2 separate regions of the Rattus norvegicus genome follow, and region 2 is linked to region 1. A link is a contact called in public Hi-C data. All regions are on one chromosome and are shown on one strand. The core of a region is the stretch at or near the end of the contact, and the rest is flanking DNA. Distances in the headings are between cores, read along the strand shown. Region 1 has its middle 220 kb from the start of Ccdc91. Region 2 has its middle 85 kb from the start of Far2.

Region 1 (3,442 bases), core at 521-3,020:
TACATACACACATACACACACATACACACATACACACACATACATACACACACAGACACACATACACACATACGCACACACATACACACACATACACACATACATACACACATATACACACACAGACACATACACACACATACACACACATACATACACACATATACACACACAGACACATACACACACATACATACACACATATACACACATACATACATACATACACACATACATACACATACACACATATACACACACATATACATATACACATATACACACACAGACACACACACACACACACACACACACACACACACACACACACACTACTAAATGGAAAGCTTCCTTTTTTTCTGCCCCCACTGCTCTTTGTTCCCTCTCTCCAGGTACATCTTCTGTTTTCTGTGTAGTTTCCCAGCTTTTAAAAATTCAACCACAGGCAATTGTTCTCTTTATTAAACGTTTTAGCATAAACAAGAGAGGCTCTTACATACTTTGCCACAGATGCTTCTCATGGCGTTTCTTGGTTCTCTTTCCCAGTTAACGCTATCAGGCTCAGCCTTCCTGTGTAACCCCTACATTATCCCTGCATTCGGGAGCCCAGCCACAGCAAGGTAGAAACGTGAGCATCTGTGCGTGTTGTGTGTGTATGTCACCCACCTGCATGAGTAACACATCTAGGGTGAGGGATTTTATATTTGGGGAGCATCATGGAGGGGTGATTCCTCTCTTTCTGGGGAAAACACTTGCATGAAATGAGAGTGCATTCCAAGAGGCCGATGTAGAGGGTTGGGTTTGGTGCAAAGATTGGTTGCTAGGAAGGTGCAGATTTTCATGCTAGAAACCTTAGAACATGAAATAAACGAGAATTTTTTTCCAAGGATGAGAAGAATTGAAAGAGCTGCGAAGAGAAAAGAGCCAGGCAGAGAGGTCTGGCTTTTAGACAGCTGATACACAGGAATGAGGGACAGAGGAAAATGGCACTGGCCACCATGCTTAAATTTCCTAAGAAAGGGAATGCATGTAGAACTCACCTCCATTGGAAGAACAAAAGGGTTGCACATATCAGGAGAAGGCTATTTGAGCTCATGGGTGGTCGGCCAGTGTCTGGGTATCTAACCTCAGCTGATGCCCTTCCTTCATGAGCAGGAGGAGGCTGTGTGAAATGACCCCTAAGTTGCTATTATACTATTTTTCCTTAAACCAACATGTAGTGTTTACTCTCCACCAAGAATTAGACTGCAGTGTGGACTGTGAGTTATCTCCTGTACCCTCATCAAGATTCTGTGAGGGCAAGAAATGTTATCCTATGCAGATTTCCACTACAGATGGGGAAGAACAGTTGAGAGTTCCATTTTGCTATTCAATCTGCTCTTCTTCTTACCTTCTCTTGGAAGTCCTTTGGCCTTAAATATGGTGAGTCACAGACGCCAACCAGTTGCAGTGGGGAGATGTAGTTTGAGTAAGCTCCCTGAGGGGAAGAGGGCCAGAATTCGCCATCTGTGATACACTAATTAGTACCTACCCTGGTTGGATGGATACTGTTCAAAGTGCTGCAATGGCACCATCTGCAGTCCCCGTGCCCCATCCTGGGGGAAGGTCTCAGACAATGGACAGATACACAGAAAGTCTAGACACCAAGTGCCTGGTGATGCATTAATCCAAACGGTCATATCTGGCAGAACATTCCAGAAGAGAAGGACTCCAAAGGTGAAAAGGCACGAACTGTGGTTGTTGAACAGGGAAGCATGCCATGAGAAGGGCATTGGGGTAAAGGAAGGGCTGAAGCTACACTTTGGCCAACAGCCTTTGATTTAGTTTCACTGTAGAAGAGTGTAGGAGTCACCAGGGATGTCAGGTCCAAGTTAAGAAATGTAAAGGACCTTTCGTGGCTTCCCAAATAAGTTTATATCTCTTCCTGAGAGCAACAATAGTGTAATATAATAATTGTATTATATGTTTATAGCTTAAAGTCCCAGGTACATGGTTCATCCTTAGAAAGAGCCCCCTTCATGTGGGAGTTATTTTTGAATAGCTTTAATTTACCTAGAGGCCAAGAGCCCAGTTTCTTTCCACAGCCAAGTTAGCTAGGTGAAGAGTCATCTCTGATATGGACCCCTTCAGACTGCTTTACTAATCTCTGGAGAGAGCACGGAGGAGGTCAGGTCATGCATCAGCAAAGGCTCTTGGGAAGAAACACTTCCCTCACCATTCTCACAGTGAGCAGTAAAAAGTAGCCCAGAAAGCATGAAGAGCCAAGTGTTACAGCTTTGGGGGAGCCACAACCAGAATCGTCATCTCCAAGGAGAGAACAAGGACCAAGGGACAAACCCTGGTGTCTGTCCTATAGACCGCCCGGAAGGTTAGGTCCTATACACCAAGCCTGCACACCCGTCTGCCGTTCACACTTCTGATCACTGCGGTGTTAGGAAGAAGTGTTGTGCAAGGTTTGGGATGAAGAGAGTCAAAGCTGTGCTAATCTGAATTCATAAGGCAGGAAACACTTCTATAAGACAATCTCTAAACAGTTCCGAAATCTGCGTATGCTTATTCCTAAAATGGTTCTACTGAGTAGAGAGCCAGTTGCTTATCCTTGGTGGCTCCCAGGGAAGGATGTCAGACAGCACAAGCATTTTCCTTGCTAATTTTATCAGTTTTAAAATTACACCTTTTAGCCAGGTTGGGGGTTAGGGTTCCTGGAACTTGAGTAGATGGATCTTTGAGTTCAAGGCCAGCCTGGTCTACAGAACGTGTTCCAGGACAGCCAAGGCTACACTTTTTACATTAGAAATGTATAGCATCTTCTGACATTATCTGACTCTATCTTATCACAATCCTTCAACTGGGAGGCTAATACAGGTTTACACCGACTTCACAAAAATGCTGGATTCTCTCTTGAGCTACACAGTGCCCACAGGAGTAGAAACAACACAAACAGGCTTATGACAACCACAAAACTAGCATCACACATTACATGAGACGTATGCCAAACAGCCCTTTGTGTGTCTGTCCATATTTTCTCCATCCAAGTGTCCCCTACTGCACTACATCTCACATATTCAGACTGCGTGAACCTAGAGTGTTCTGGAATCTGTGGCGGGCAGGATGCAGAAGGGAACAGCACAGCATGCAGGCTCCAAAATGCACACGATTGAGACGAGCTAATTCATATTATGTTTTAATGTGCATTTTTTAATTTACATGTATGTGTGTCTGTGTGAGTGTCCCTCACTAAGTGTGGGCAATGTCTGAAGAAGCCAGAAGAGGCCACTGGATCCCCTGGTGCTAAAGTCAAAAGCACCGATGAACTGCCTGACAACGTATGTGCTGGACCTTCAGAGTTTGCCTGCCCCTGTGCTCAGTGAAAACCATACTGCTGCCCAGTTAATATGAAGGAAACATCATGCTGAGTAAGAAGACCTCACCATGATTCACT
Region 2 (3,407 bases), core at 487-2,986, 270 kb after region 1:
TCCAACCTAAGCCCATTAGAGAGACACTGAGTCATTCAGGTTTGCTTGGCATTTGTGGGTCCTCTGCCAGCTCTGTACTTTAAGAATCTCATAAAAGCTTTTTTTCCTAGTACTGTCTTGACATGATTTCCTATAGTCAACTGGAGATAAATATTCTCTATAATGGTCTAACATTGGTAAATCCTAGCTTCTGCCCTCTCAGGTCCATGGTGAAGAAAAAAGAACTTTCTGTGTCCATCTGGGTGCCAGATCTTTGATACAAATCCTCACTGTTGGGCTGGGGTGATATCTCAGTTGGTCAAGTGCTTGCTGCCCAAGCACAAGGTTTAGTGATCACATGGGCAGCATTCTTGATATCCCAGCTCAGACAAGCAGATACTTGGGGCACTACCTGGCCTAACCTAGTTGGTGAGATCCAATGAGAAACCCTGTTTCAAAAACAAGGATATCAAAGAGACAAGGAATGATACCCAAAGTTGACATGCAAATGTGAGCATGTGTGTGTGCATATGTGTGAGTGTGTGTATATATGTGTGTATACATGTGTGTGCGCTCATGTGTGTGTGCAGTGTATGTGTGTACATGTGTATGTGCATGTGTATGAATGTATGTGTGTGCATGTTTGCATGTGTACATGTATGTACATGTGTGTGTTCGTGTGTTGTGTGTGCATGTGTGTTTGGAAAGTGAGAAGACAAGGGTAGAGGAGGTTATCCTCGGTGTTGTGTCCATCTGCTTTTCTGTGTACAGGCATAGACACAGGGAACTGGACTGAGGCAGTTGAGAACCAGCCTTGAGAGCTCCCAAGTTCCTTGCTCCAGTCTGCACTCCTCCACAGTGTTAAAGACCAAGTTTCCCACATAGCAAGGGTCTCTATTCTGTCTTTAGAACCCAATGGTCATGTGCCCATGTGACAGTCCTATGGTCCCTGGGCCGTATGTCTCATCCTCTCCCACCTGTGCTTCAGTACCACGTGTATGGTCAGTACACAAGGGGTTTCCCTGTCCGTTATATTCAGGCCTTTCTGCTCACTGCAGCATCATGCCAGACCTAGGGAGCAGTGGCAGCAAGTAGTGTCATGCCAGGCCCTGGGAGAGATCAGCACCGTAGTTCACACCAATTCTCATGCCTAAGGCTTTAAAACGGAGCGCAAACAACTCTAGAGCCATGGTGCTCTGCGTACTCCTCTAGGTGTGTATGTGTATGACTCAGTGAGAGCGCCACTCGCACATACACACAGAAGCTTGGCCTCTGACTGGGAGACATCCTGGCACTGGGGTATACTGGAGTTACAAAGGATGAGCGGCTTTCTGTTGGCTTTCTTCCCTCTGTGCGGCCCTGGTGACTGCCCAGCGAGAGGAAACACCCCATCATCGAGGATTCTTTTCCCTAGCTGCATTTACAAAATCTCTCTGAATAATCAACCAGCAATCAATCCGTGGGGAAGGCTCAGGCAGTCCCTGGCAGTGCAGTCCACGAGGTCTGGGGTCCGGGTGGGGATCGGGGGAGTGGAGGCGTGGGGCTCCGGAGCACAGTTTTGTCCCAAGTTGATTTTCTTAACCTTGGGTATGTGCTGTTGATGTGAAAGCAGGAAGAAATGCCACATTATCCCCCCTCGGCTTTGCGTGCCTTGCTTGGCACGGAGTCTGCCAGTTTAGACCACCTATCATGCAGACCTGCCTCGGAAGAAAACTGGCTCTGTGATAAACACACCTAGGGATCTGTGAGTCAAGAGTGCCCCCTAACGGAAGCATGAAGGATGCCTGGGATTTACCTTCTTTTCTTTCACTGGCAACAATTCTGTCCCGTTTTACATCTTGGGCTCAAAGCTTACATTTACCTTCATCTGTCAGGGTGAAACTTAAAATGCTCACTGCCTCCTGCCTTGGGTCCTGGACCCAAAAGATTCTTCTGTGGCTCTGGTCTCCCATGAATCCTGGCCCCTGCTTATAATTTTTACCCTTACTTATGATTGAGAAATGAAGGGTTTCTGGGATTAATTCCTCTCAGGTTTTAAGATGAGGTAGCCACAGTGATTTCAGCCCCATCTTCCTCTGAGAAGTGTCCATGCTTTTTCCTAAAGGCATGTGTTAATCATTTAGCCAATTCTACTTGGCGCGGGGCACCCCAAAGCCCTCTTGAGATGATGCAATGTCGCAGAGCGAGAGTCCAAGCTGATCCGCGTGGGTCGGCATAGGAGGGCTGCGTTCAGACTTGCTGGCTGCACTTACTGAGAAAACCCACATAGGTATGTTCCAGAAACAGTGACGATTAGCTCAAACTGAACCCAGGATCAGGCAATGCTTGTTGGACATTGCCTGCCTCTCTCCTCTGTGAGTGAGCTAAGCCATTAATACTTAAACAGTAGAGACAGCTGTTGGACGATGGGCAGTGTCTGAAGGGCCTTTCCACCCTGTCACTTGGCCATGAAGGTGGCTCAGACACGAAATGGATCCAGCTAGCTTCCCTTGCCACCCAAGCAGAACCAGGTCATGTGTACAACGTCAGACCATGGGCTTCCAAGAGCTATGGAAATTGGTGCTGGGAACTTGCTGTCCCTAGAAGCATGACATGTAGACAAGCGGTGCTTCTCATTTCTCTGTTAGACTGGAAATAACTCTCTGGCCTGTAAGTGTGTGAATTATAACTGGACCCCTGAGCCTGGACCTCAAGGTTTGTCTCTCGCTTTTGTGGTTCATAACATTAAATCACCATGGGGCCTGGGGGGATGACTCAGCATAAATATGAAGACTGAGTCCGATCCTCGGCCTCATGTTAAAAAAGGAAAACGGGGGGGGGGGGGGACAGAGAGAGAGAGAGAAGGGAGGGAGGGAGGGAGGGAGGGAGGGAGGGAGGGAGGGAGGGAGGGAGAGAAAAAAGTCAAGTTCAGTGGAGCACATCTGTAATCCTAGTATGGGGGTTGAGGGGAGACAGAGCAGAAACATCCCTGGAACTGGCTGGCCAGCCAGGCTACACAATCAGTTTGAGCTCCAGGTTCAGTAAGAGACCCTGTCTTAAAAAATAAAATGGAGGGGGTTGGGGATTTAGCTCAGTGGTAGAGCGCTTGCCTAGGAAGCACAAGGCCCTGGGTTCGGTCCCCAGCTCCGAAAAAAAGAAAAAGGAAAAAAAAATAAAATGGAGAGCAATTTAAGAAGACACTGGACAGTGACCTCTGGGATCAATGTGCATGCGTGTGCACACACCTGCGCACACACATGTGCACATGTGCGCACACACATGTGCACATATGCGCACACATGCACGCATGCACACACGCATGCACACACACATTATTCAGAGACACGGTATTTTGGAAACTTCACTGTCTTAATCCAGCAAGACTCTTGGCAAAGGTCTGCAAACATCTAAACCCAGTTCAGGAGTAAAGTGGCAAGGAAGATGGTCAA

Evidence for each region. A called contact is a pair of places that touch in the nucleus more often than the background predicts.
Region 2: a Hi-C map of liver shows a contact between it and region 1, with 4 times the contacts expected there. The contact joins two enhancer-like sites. A contact is called at or near these places in 4 of 12 Hi-C or Micro-C datasets (hepatocytes, liver and mammary epithelial cells).

Annotation. Positions count from the first base shown.
Region 1 is chr4:182,347,146-182,350,587 of GRCr8, forward strand. No RefSeq gene overlaps it. Among named protein-coding and RNA genes, the nearest start is that of Ccdc91, 220 kb to the left of the region's middle. Within about 2 kb of position 1,771, at least 2 of the 93 cell types and tissues checked have an H3K27ac peak or open chromatin away from gene starts, as enhancers often do. A contact at or near this core is called in liver, where this site is marked.
Region 2 is chr4:182,618,600-182,622,006 of GRCr8, forward strand. No RefSeq gene overlaps it. Among named protein-coding and RNA genes, the nearest start is that of Far2, 85 kb to the right of the region's middle. Within about 2 kb of position 1,737, at least 3 of the 93 cell types and tissues checked have an H3K27ac peak or open chromatin away from gene starts, as enhancers often do. A contact at or near this core is called in liver, where this site is marked.